3 separate regions of the Mus musculus genome follow, and regions 2 and 3 are each linked to region 1. The links are chromatin contacts, called in public promoter capture Hi-C maps. All regions are on one chromosome and are shown on one strand. Each heading gives the region's core, a stretch centred on a gene start, on an enhancer-like site or on the middle of the called end of the contact. The rest is flanking DNA. Distances are from core to core; before and after follow the strand shown. Region 1 holds the start of Sptssa (serine palmitoyltransferase, small subunit A). Region 2 holds the start of Pnn (pinin). Region 3 holds the start of G2e3 (G2/M-phase specific E3 ubiquitin ligase).

Region 1 (4,022 bases), core at 413-2,912:
CACTCTGTGAGTCTGAGGTTAGCCTGGTTGAGACTGATTAAGCTGGTGTCCAGAGCAAGTTCTAGGACAACCAAGGCCACACAAAGAAACCCTGTCTGGAAGGGGGCCGTGGGGAGGAGATATCTAGCAAGAAGGAAACTTCCAGCTCAGATCCAGCTTGGTTTCTGAGCTTACTTCTTACCATCATGTGTCTGAAAGATGAGTCCAGGCTCGGTGTGGTTGGTGCATACCTGTAATCGTAGCTCGAAGGAGTCTGAGAAAGGTGAATTACTTTGAGATCGAGGCCAGCCTATACTACATAGTGAGGTCCTGTATATTGGTTAAGTTATTTTTGTTTTTGTTTTTCATTTCCACAAAAAACTAGAATCACTTGGGAAGAGGGAACCTTAGCTGAGGAACATGAGATTGGTCTATGGTGGGCGTGTCCTCCCTACTGTGGGCAGTGCCATTGCTAGGCAAGTGGGGTCTGGGCCGTTTAAGAAAGCAAGTTGAGCAAGCCAGAAAGAGCATGCTCCTAAGCAGTATTCCTCTGTGGTTTCTGCTTCAATCTCCTGCCTGGAGTTCCTGGCTTGGCTTCCCTCCGTGATGTTCTGTAACCTACAAGACGAAATAAAATAAAATAAAATGACTAGGCACCTTGTGAAAGCAGATCTCAAGTCTATTGTTGTTTGTAAGGTCTTTGCTCGTAAGGAGCATAAGGAATTTAAGTTAATACCTGTCAACCTGGAAAGGTTTTAAAGCTTAAAGCAGCAGGTTTGAAACTTTTAGACATGTGAGTTGCAGGCTACTTAATTATGTCATTTCACAAGCACACAGTGCATGGGCTTTAGAGGAGTGGAATACAGCCGGTACTGCTGCAGGTCATAGGAGTGAATCTTTAGGAGACAGATCACATGCTGACCTCAAGCTGTCTTTAGAACCCACTAGATCAAGTGCACTTCTCTTGATTGTGACCTACATGGTTGTTTTCTAAGTGTAGTCATAGAAATATTGGCAACTGTCTATGGCCAATTCTTTTGTCTTTAGGTTAGGGAATACTAGTGCGTGTGTGTGTGTGTGTGTTGTGTGTGTGTGTACTCGCGCGCGCATCCTAGATAGGTCTGTTTTCACGCATGTGCTCGGAGGAAGGGAAGAGCTGATGAACATATTACTTCTACAGTTTTCAACATCTTCTTGGCTGGGTGTCATTTGGCATCCACATTCTCTTTGACCCCCGCATTCCCTCTTGCACAAGGCACTGTTTATTTGCATGCCCGACTCTTTAGTAGCATTCTCACCCAGCCCTATCATCTCTTGGCCCAGAAGGGATTCATGAGGTAGGAGAGAGATTACATACACTGGTTTCTAAAGGAATCCTTCTGGGCTGGTCTGAAGGATCCGGCCTCTTAAGGGCACCATCTCGCATGGACACCAGTGGGGACTGAAGCCGGTCTTGCAACCGCCATGCGTGCGCGTGGAGATGCAGAACTAGCACTTAAACCCAGACCGTTTCCCAGGGCTGGGGAGCTCGCTCCGGGCGAGGCGCGGGGCGGGACAGGAGCACACGAAGTGGCCGCTTGGCCAATAAGCGCAAGCCAGGAGGAGCCGGCGGTGGCCGCTCGGGTGCGCGCGGGGTTGGGCGTACACGGTGACGCGCAGGCTCGGCAGGACCAATGGGCGCAGGGTGGTGGCGGGCGGGCCCCAAGGCCTGGGGCTTTAGGAGGTGAGCGGGCCGCGGGCCCGCCTGACGCTGCTACACCGCGGGAGGCGCATGGCGGGCATGGCGCTGGCGCGAGCATGGAAGCAGATGTCCTGGTTCTACTACCAGTACCTGCTGGTCACTGCGCTCTACATGCTGGAGCCCTGGGAGCGAACCGTGTTCAGTATCCTGTGTGTCCTGGCCTGGCTGGGGCGTGGAGGGGTGCGCGCGCCGGGTTGGAAGGGGGTGGGGGGGTGTCTTGGGGTCAAGGGAGGTGGAACCGCGGAGATCCGGGTCTTGTACGCAATTCCCCTGCCCAAGGTGGAGGCATCCTGATTTCTGCAAGCAGTCGGGAGGGCGACGTCTCCCCTGGTGCTTCCTTGTCCCGCTTCGGCCGCGCCTGCTTTTGATCCTTCAGTATTCTTTGAGGCAGGGTTGCTGCAAATCGCTCCGGGCTTGGGCGTCTTTAACCCTTAGCTATTCCTGATTTGGAGCGATAGAACTCTAACCAGTTCACCAGGTTGTGAGTACGTGGTCTTGACACTCCCACACAGTTTTGGAAAGCAGTTTGTAAGTTACTGAAAGGCCTTTTGGGCTTCAAAATGGCAGTTTTAAAAGTGTGTTATATTTATGACTTCTTTGCATCATAGGTACAAGCTGTGCCCAGAAAAGACTTTGCTGGGGTTTCAAACTGTGCTTTGTTGTTTAGTTTATCACCGGTTAAGAATTGTTGAGTGATGACTTTGCTGAGCACTTTGTGTGTATGTTATCTTGCCTAATTTTAACAGCTCCAGCGAATAGCTCAAGGTTGTGAAGCCTGATGTTTGTTTTCGCCCAATGTCTATGCCGCTATCCTCTGATTTCCGTGTCGACGAAATACTAGCAATTCATTCTTTTAACGCTCCACTTCTCCTTTCCTTAATATAAAAAGAATATACCACATCACATGCTTATTTCATCCGCTCAGCTTCTTGTGGTTTAGCTTTGTTAGGAACAACTTCACAAACGCGTTCCTAGGACTGAGGTAGAGCTTCTTTGCAAGCTTTTTCAAGGGTGCTGGTGTGGAAATAGCATGAGGTTATTTGGAGCTGACTCTTGAAAAATTTTAGCGTCTTGCAAGACTATTACTGTGAGCAATTATTTCCTAACCTAAAGTTTAATAACCAGAATGTATATTTGGGGCTCCGGATTAAGAAAGCCTGATTTTCCGAATCGTTTATTTGTAGCTTCAGTTTGCTCTTTGGATTTTGTAGGTCAGATAACATCTATATTTAAATTTATGCCTAATTGGAACTTTTCAATAGTAGCAGGTAATCTTTTGATTAATTCATTAATTAATTCAAAACACGGTTTCTCTGTGTACCCCTGGATGTCCTGGAACTCATTCTGTAGACCAGGCTGGGTAGCAGTTAATCTTGACTGATAATTATCTTACTACAATTAATGTTGACAAAGCCCCATTAAATAATAATAATGAAAGCCAGCTGTGATGGTTCATGACTGATTACCATGCTCAGAGAGCTGATTCAAGAGGAATGCTGGGAGTTCAAGGCTGCCTGAGGTACATAATACATAGCTACTACCAGGCAAGCCAGGGTTACATAGCAAAACTCAAAGGAAAAGGAAGCCAGGCAGGCAGGCAAAGAAACAGTGTTGGGGTGAAGTGAAACTCTTTAGGTTAGGGTAACAGTAGAACTCAGTTTAGACCTGTAAGCTTTGAAACATTTGTTGGCATGTGGATAAATGCTACAGTGGCAACAGTGTTAAGATTTCTCTGGCTATATTGTAATAGAAATACTGACCCGGGGCCAGATGGCAGTGGCTCACATCTCTAAACCCAGCACTCTGGCAGCAGAAGCACACCGATCTCTGAGTTTGAGGACAGCTTGGTCTACAGAAAGAGTTCCAGGACAACCAAGGCTACACAGAGAAACCCTGTTTCCAAGGGGGGGGGGGGAATTTTTGTTTGAAAAAGTGCCTTTTTCTGTTCTTCTGTTCAAATAGTTGTGGGCATGGCTAGGTGTGGTGGTGCATGCTTGCCTGTAATTCTAGTACTTGGGGAGGTAGCTTCAGGAGCATCAGCAGTTAAAGGCTAGCTTCAGCTACATGTAGGTTTGAGGGCAGCGTTGGCTTCATGAAACCCTGTTCCTCAGAAAACACAGAACCAAACCAAGCCACCCCCACCAAAGGTGCTGATAGAATTACTGTTTCCTTTTGGAGACAGGGCTTGGTGCTGTGCCAGATGTCTGTTATCTGAATGAAAACATTACCCAGGTTAGTTATTATGCCGTTGTTTGCTGTGTTAGAGGTTCTTTGTGTCCCCGGGAAATGTACAGTTATGAGA
Region 2 (4,022 bases), core at 774-3,273, 4.4 Mb before region 1:
GCTCTTTGGAGGTAGCTACAACGGAAGATTGCAGTGCTGGCTGTAAGAGAGAAGAAAGGATCAATGATTTCTTGTTCTGGGCTATCATGCTTTTCAAAGCACACTAAGAGTTGTGTTCATCCTCTAATATTTAATTTCAATACCTTTTTAACATCATCGTCTTCTGGGTCGCTCTCCTGGCGTGATTCTCTTCTTGTCCGACGCTCCCCACCCAGCCTAGCACGGGAGAAAGAATTGAAATGACCACTATGGAATCAAATGCATAATCAATCAAAGGTGAATGGGTGTTCAAATGCTCATCTCCAGAAGGCATATTCTACTGAGTTTATATCGCATTTACCACTTTCTTATGGGGGGTGGGGGAGGGGTGGAAGCAAGATGCTCCAAACCAAGCTTTGCTCTCTTCTCATATCCAAACGTTTCTTGGTGTTTTTTAAAGTACAAAACAGAACGTGTTACTTCTAATCCCACTGAGTTCTGTAAACTGGGCTAGCCCAGTTCAAATCAATCCCAATGACATAGAAATATCTGTAGTGTCCCAGAAAACAAGATGGGTACTGACTCTCCAGACATCTTTTGAAACCATACCTACTGACTGCCCCTTCCAGGTCTCTTTGTTTGGCTGGGGGTCCTCCTCCACTATCTGAGAATCCACGCCTGCAATGAGAAACATCCAACCTAAAGCTCGAGAAACATTAGCAGAAACTGGTATTTCTAGTCGACTAGAGAATTTAGTTGATTTCATAAAGAAGAAAAACACAAGTGAAGCAAACTTAAGCAAACAATTACATGAACAACACCCTACCACCAATTACATTCTTAGATGTCAAAAGCCTTAACAGAACTTAAAAACAGTTAAGTTTATATGAAACTGTCCCCCCCCCACCCCCACCCCCCAGTCAGGGTTTCTCTGTATAGCCCTGGCTGTCCTGGAACTCACTTTGTAACTTTGTAGACCAGGCTGGCCTTGAATTCAGAAATCCGCCTGCCTCTGCCTCCCAAGTGTAGTGCATATGAAACTGTTCTAATATTCTCCAACCTCTACTTTTGCAATACATTTATTAGAAACAAGGCAGTTATCATCTCCTTACCTTAGCAATAAGCTACCTCGTCCTCTACCTCCACCAGGACCAGAAAGGGCCAGCAATCTGGCTTGGATGGGCCTAAAAAAGAATTATAATCAGTGTAAAAGTCCTATGCAGACACATGAGAGGGCTTCATATACTTCCACACACTAAGGTACACACTACGTAGAAATGAACACAAATAATTCTAAAATGACCGTTTCAGATCCACTTCTTCGAAACCAAACATTAAAATCCTCTTTCTTGCTTCCCCAAGACCACCGTTACGAAAATATATGTATCTCGAGACTGCTACATATTAATAAGTCTGGGTCAGGTCCTATCTGCCAACCTCAAGGGAAGGACACCCAAGCCAGCAGGGAGAGGCAGCCACTGCTTCCCCCGGGGGTCTCCGACTTGACAAGGGTTCGGAGCCGCAGGGGTGGAAAGGGGCTTTGTACTGCAGTTCCGGGCCTGCAGCGCCAAGGGCGGGAAGCCGTGGTCTCGGCCTTCCCGGGGGCGCGGAAACCACGCCGGGCAGCCGGGCGGGCCTTCCTTCCATTCGCAAGCACTCGCACCCAGTGCCCTAGGCGCAGGCATGGCGTCTCCCCGCCTAGCCGAGCAGAGGGCTCGCCCGCCGCCCGGGAAACGGGCCCCTTGACCCCAGTCGGCCCACAAGCGGCCGGTTGCCCTCTGTCCCGGGTGCGCCCGGCCCCGAGGCCCCGGACCTCGCCAACCTCTGGGGTTCCGTCCGATCCGTACCTCACATCATTCGGGTCCCGCCCGGTGAGCTTGCGGATATTCTCGTCCACATTCTTGAGGCTCTCTTTGGCCTTCTCTAGCTGCTCCTGCAAAGCTCTCACGGCGACCGCCATCTTCTCTCTGCAGCAGGCTTCGCGACCGCTCTCCAGGCCGCGCAGCGCCGCACCGCGCCCGCCGCTCCACGCGGAAGGACTGACAGCCGGCCCCAGCCAATGATCGCGGGCTTCTTCTCGGGCCTGGACCACCCGAGGACCGGAAGGGGAAGAAGCTTGTCGATCCGTGATTCTGGACCAATGAGAAGCCGGCAAGTCACTCAGCTCCTCCCCTCGCCGCCTGCCGTGGTTGCGCTCCGCTGCTTGCGCAGAGCGGGGAGGGATTACGTCGGTGTGATAGATCCAATCTCGGGGGTCTGCAAAGGCATCCTCTTAAACTTGACATGTCGCTGACTTCATAGTGCGCCTAAACTCTTCCCATGGGACGGAAGAGGCTATACATCCTTTTTTTCCTTCCCCAAGAGGTTTAATCAGAAAAGGGCATGGCAAATAATGGCTGTTGCGCATGCCCAGAGTGCAGGGAGGCGCAGGCTGTCTTCCATTAGTGAACTGAACCACCAGGAGTCTTCATCCTAACAGCTAATAGTTATTGTGGACACTGAGAATCGCTTTGCGTGCCTTAGTCGTTAAAAACTAGAAACTTGAATGAGATGGTGCTTAATGATAAGGAAATTGAGGCTGCGGACCTAGGTCCAACAGGTCGTCAGATCTCGATGAAGAGGCAATTTATATTCTGATCCTGAGCAAAGTTGTTTCCAGCAGGGCCTAATGCCTGCGGGTATAATAGAGGGTCTGGAGAAGTTGCCAGTGGTTTCCTGTGTGTATTTTCTGGATTCCACTTTGCCCTACCCACAATGCCAATATGGACGCTGGTTTTGTACTTGACATAGAGGTACACGTTTTAGTTCGGAAAAATGTTACACAAATGCAAAGGTCAAATCCTTACAAGTTTTCTCCCTGAAAAGGAACAAGAATTTTTGTTTTGTTTTTAGTAACAGTAACTTGGTCTTATCCTGTATGCTATTTGTGTGGAGGCTCATAACTGGATAGGTGAGGAAGAATTTCATTATCTTATCAATGTTAACAGCACCTGTTATCTACAAAACGAATACCATGACAGCCAAGGATACACAGAAAAACCCAGTCTTGAATAAAACCAAAACCAAAAAGAAGAAGGGGGGAAGGGGAGGAGGAGAAGGAGGAGAAGGAGGAGGAGGAGGAGGAGGAGGAGGAGGAGAAGAAGAAGAAGAAATAGAAGAAGAAGAAGAAGAAGAAGAAGAAGAAGAAGAAGAAGAAGAAGAAGAAGAAGAAGAAGAGAAAAGTCAGGTGGTAACATGCCTTTTAATCCCAGCACATGACAGGTTGAGGCAGGTGGATTAGCCTGGTTTACAGAGCTAGTTCCAGGACAGCCAGAGAATCCTGTCTGGAAATACTTACTCCCCCTCAGAGAGAAGGGTGGGGAGGGGGAGAGGGAGAGAGAGAAAGGGAGAAAAGGAGAGGGTGACAGGAAATATCTTTGAAGAAGCTTGAAGGTGTATAGCATATTAGCAGGAAGCAATATAGAAAACCAAGATTTTTTCTTTGGTAAAAAGCAATTAAGTCTAAAAATTATTTAATTCTAATTGTAAACAAGGTTTCACTGAGTTATCTATACATAAAAGATAGGATCTTTTAAATTTTACTATTATTTTGCATGTATGGGTATTTTGCCCTCATGTTTATCTGTGCAACTACATGCATGTATGCATGATGCCCTTAGAGACCAGAAGTGGGGGGTGGGATCACTGGAACTGGAGTTACAGACAAGGTTAATGTTGATGCTGGGAACTGAACCCAGGTGTCCCCTCCCATCTATTTATATATTTATAATACATATCACACACACACACACACACACACACACACACTCAGGAATAAAATAAATGTTTGGCATTGGAGAGATGACCCAGTGGTTAATCTAACTGGCTGTTTTCCAAGAGGGCCTGAGTGTGGTTCCTATCGCCCTCAGGGCAGCTTACAACCACCGATAGCTCCAGTCAGGGGAACCCGATAACCTCTTCTCGCTTTCATGGCGAGCAGACACACGAAGAGTACATATATACACGTGCAGGTGAAATACTCATGCACATAAAATAATTAAAAA
Region 3 (4,022 bases), core at 539-3,038, 3.3 Mb after region 1:
GCGTGAGTTCCAGGACAGCCAGGGCTACACAGTGAAACCCTGTCTCGAAAAACTGAAAAGAAAAAAAGAAAAAAGGGGGAAAAAAAAGGAAATGCATGCTATAGTTACATCATGGTTAGTAGCTATATTTTTGGCATCTTGTTCTCATACATGTAATAGTTCCTAGAATTCCCACAATAATCACACAAGGAAGTCTTTATCCCCATTACCTAAGAGACTTTAATCAGAGAGGCTAAACAGCTTCCCTAGTCAAGGTCACACAGCTATGAGGTCCTAGGGATGGGAATTCTAAGCAAGAAGTCTGGTTCTAGTTGTATGTCTTTAACTAATATATTACCAGGTTGTTCTAGGAAGTCCATGTTTTGAAACCTCTGGTAGACTAGTCTAACTTTTCAGTTAAAAGGCATTATCCAAGTCCATCCTCTAGAAAGTTAAAATCTCTGATGTTTGAGTACAGGCCATCAGCTTGGGAGCCCTTATAGGAAGGAGTATGCATACAATGAAGTGTGACATTTACTGATGTGGGTAAACAACAACAAAACACAACCAACCAAACAAACAAACAAAAGGCACATTAGGATACAGAAAATCTACAACAGGTTACTTGCTGGTACCATTTAGGAAGCTAGCAGATCTGACTGCACTGTTTGAGAAAGGCCAGCCAATAGCTTTGTGGCAGACTCATTGAAAACACTTTCAATGATCTTCCTTTTTAATTTTTTTCCTACTTGAATATCGAAAACAGCATTCATTAGCAGGCATGAAAGAGGATGAAGAAATGGTCTTACTTCGGATGTTACTAAGTACCACTTTAAAATGTTTAAGCATTTTTAACGACACCGTCACCCAGTTGGTAAAACCTTAAAAGGATGTTACCTTTTTTCTACAAAACACACAAGCAACCTGTCAGTTTTTAATAAGGCAAAGTATATAACTTGTTTCAAAAGAAAGTTTATGTTTACCGTGTACATCTCAGCTATTCAAAAAAGTGTGGCTTTTTGTCGGGGTTTGTGAGAGTCCAGTTCATCATAAAAGATGAACAACAAAAACAACAAAAAAACAAACAAGCAAAAACGCCCGAAGAAAACTCAATTCCTGAGGCACTGAGTCCCTCTAAAATAACTCGATAATAACAATCACCAAATGAATGAAGAGGGTGAAAAGCGGGGACGGGACGGAACGGGTGGGGGTTGGGGGTGACACTAGACCCTATCCCCATTGTTAGCAAACTTAACATCTGTGAGCCACCGCTGCTACTGTAGCCAGTTTAAATGAGCAATAGGGCTCGGATTTTTGCGGTACACAAGAAGTGTCAAGGTGTGAAAGAAAAATACCCCGGTTTTAAACACAAAGGATACTCGGATTTCAGCTTAAATCCCCTCGAGGCATTTCAAGGCTGTCATTTCTCTGCGGTGAGGGACCGGTCTCAAGAGCAACTGGGAGCCACAACGGGCACCCCTCCGTGAAGCCCTCCCCCCTTCCCTCTTTAATTAATAAAGAGCAGCTCGGGGCTCGACAGCGGCAGGGCGCGGACGTCCAGCGCGTGGAGAAGCCCCCTACCGCTCACACCTACCCGGCCGCCCGTGACACCTCCGTCTGTCCCCGGGCACGTCTTCACCAGGCGCGGGGCACAAGTCCCAGGCTCGCCGCGTTACCGCTCACGTCGACCGCAGCGCTGCCGTACGCCCAACCCGCTCAGCCCCATCCAACGGCTCGCACAATTCAAATTCGTCGTCCACTTCCGTTTGCGACCCGGAACCCACGGCTGCTCGGCCCCTCCCCGGGGAAGTGGACGCAGGGAGGCTGCGTCTGCGCCTTGGCTTTCGGGGTGGGGGTGGGAATGAAGTTCGGGCGTGCGCGCAGGGGTGGCTGCGCGGACCCGGCCAGGAAAACAACTCCCGGTCCTGCACGTCCGCGGAGGCGTGCGGAGCGCACCAGTCACCCCCCAACAGGCCACACGCTGGGAGGAGGCTTGCCCATGCTAATGAGAAGGCGCGCGAAGGCGAATTCTCCCGGCCCTCTCCCGCAAGGAATTCTTTTGCATCACACTTCCCTATTGTCCTAAAAGTTCCTCGCTTGGCTCTGGGAGGTCGGTTTTCTTCAGCGAGGGCCAGAATGAAAATTTTAATCCCAGAGATGTCTGGAGTTTCTGAAAGGATTACATTTGAGGGGGTTTAAGAGACTTCCACAAGCATTTAGATCTTTTAGGCAGATATCTGAAAGATCAGAACTGTAAGCATTAGAGCTAGGATTAATAGCGGGTCAACTAACACCTGATAGAACGGATTCGCACTTGATTTATCCTAGCGGCGCTTCCTCAGCGCCTTTCAAAACACAACTTGAAAGATTTGCTGGATTTCTAGAATCTAGATACCTAACACGAAGGTAGATTGTAATTTTTAACCGATGTAACGTTTTTTAACAGTGGGAAATGATGTTTAACAATAAAGTATGACTCCTCAGCTATTGGATTTTGTATGCTGATACTGAAAGCGTTCAAAGATAAGATTTTGAAATACTAAGAAGCCAACTTTAGAAGGACTATGTAATGCCCTTCTCTTGAAGTATGTATGTGTGTGCCTGTGGCAATACAAAGTTTCAGGATGGGAGAGCAAACTGTACTAATTAATCAAATCTGGCAGTGTGATTGGTAAATAGGGAGGGCAAAAGGGGGAGGAATTTTTTTTAACGTTATAAACAGCTGAATATTCAGATTAAGACTATTTGATACTGCCAAATTTGTGTTAGGAATGGAATATATTCTAAATACAGAAACAGGCAGGGTAAATGAATGTGTGAATGTATCTTAGTTGGCTAGGTTGTTTACATTCGTTCAACAGTAATTGAAGGTCTGGAGACAAGGACCAGCAGCAAAGAGCAGTGGCTGCGTTTCCATTGGTCCTGGATTCAATTACAGCACCCACATGATGGTTCACAACCTGGAACTTGAGTTTCAGGGAATCCGGTCTCCTCAGGTACTGAGCACACAAGATGTGCATACACGCAGGCAAAATACCCGAACACATAAAATAAAATAAAAACAAAAATTAAGAATGATGTAGTCGCAGGGCAGTGGTGGCACATGCCTTTAATCCCAGCGCTTGGGAGGCAGAGGCAGGCGGATTTCTGAGTTCGAGGCCAGCCTGGTCTACAGAGTGAGTTCCAGTACAGCCAGGGCTATACAGAGAAACCGTGTCTCGAAAAAGCAAAACAAACAGGAAAAGAGAATGATATAGCCACATATTTTGCCCTTCTTTTGTTTTACTACTTAATTTTCCACATTAATATTATGTACCTGTTAAATATATATTGAAGGCAGAAACTAAATAAATGTTCCTATGTATTTTACAATCCGTTGCACTTTCTCTCCAGTAAGTTTTATCTTTCTCGGGAACTGAAAGTCTCAAGCTGACCTTCAAAAAAAGTTAAATATTCTGGGGTAGGCAGTGTAGTTCAGTTGATATAGTCAAGAGGTCTTGATTGGTTCATTGTCTCTTCCTGTTAAAGAATTGAAAGGCAGGAAAAATCCTGAGTATAACTGTCAGCATCACAAAAATCTCAATACCAGAGGCAGCATCAGCTACAGAAGGCAGTTCCTGGGATTGAGTAAACACACACAGTCCTACAGCAGACACATGGGGGGGGGGGGGGTTAATTAGCCCACAACTGTGGTGTAACCGGTCCTGATCTTGCCTTGAACCAGTTCTGCCAGTCTCTCAGCAGGGGGCCTGCGGAGAGGAGGCAGGAAGCCTACAGGGCCTTTGTTTTAAATTGCTGGGTTCTTTCCTCAAATCAAGATGGCGAGGAAGAAGCCCGCTGTTTTGAAATTTCCCACCTTTATATTCCCTTCCCTTGGCCTGCTCCTTACCTGTCTGCCAACCAGGGTGTCTAACTCCTAGTTTCTCATCGTGATAGAGCATTTTTCTAGTGCTTAATCTGTGGCACCATCAAAAAACAAACAAACAAAAACAAAAATCCACCCCACCCACAGAAATCCAAAATGTACAGTGTATTCACATTTC

The links. Promoter capture Hi-C pulls out the DNA fragments that hold promoters and counts their contacts.
Region 2: a promoter capture Hi-C map of pre-B cells shows a contact between it and region 1. The contact joins the promoter of Pnn here to the promoter of Sptssa in region 1. A contact is called at or near these places in 2 of 39 promoter capture datasets (cranial neural crest and pre-B cells).
Region 3: a contact with region 1 is called in a promoter capture Hi-C map of cranial neural crest. The contact joins the promoter of G2e3 here to the promoter of Sptssa in region 1. A contact is called at or near these places in 2 of 39 promoter capture datasets (cranial neural crest and pre-B cells).

The regions. Positions count from the first base shown.
Region 1 is chr12:54,654,212-54,658,233 of GRCm38.p6, reverse strand. Sptssa (serine palmitoyltransferase, small subunit A) reads left to right here and starts at 1,662. Exons shown (of 2, transcript NM_134054.2): 1 at 1,662-1,862. The coding sequence starts at 1,751.
Region 2 is chr12:59,064,920-59,068,941 of GRCm38.p6, reverse strand. It overlaps Pnn (pinin), which reads right to left and starts at 2,023. Exons shown (of 9, transcript NM_008891.2): 1 at 1,827-2,023; 2 at 1,092-1,163; 3 at 589-657; 4 at 144-216; 5 at 1-40. The coding sequence starts at 1,939.
Region 3 is chr12:51,345,996-51,350,017 of GRCm38.p6, reverse strand. G2e3 (G2/M-phase specific E3 ubiquitin ligase) reads right to left here and starts at 1,788. Exons shown (of 15, transcript NM_001015099.2): 1 at 1,574-1,788.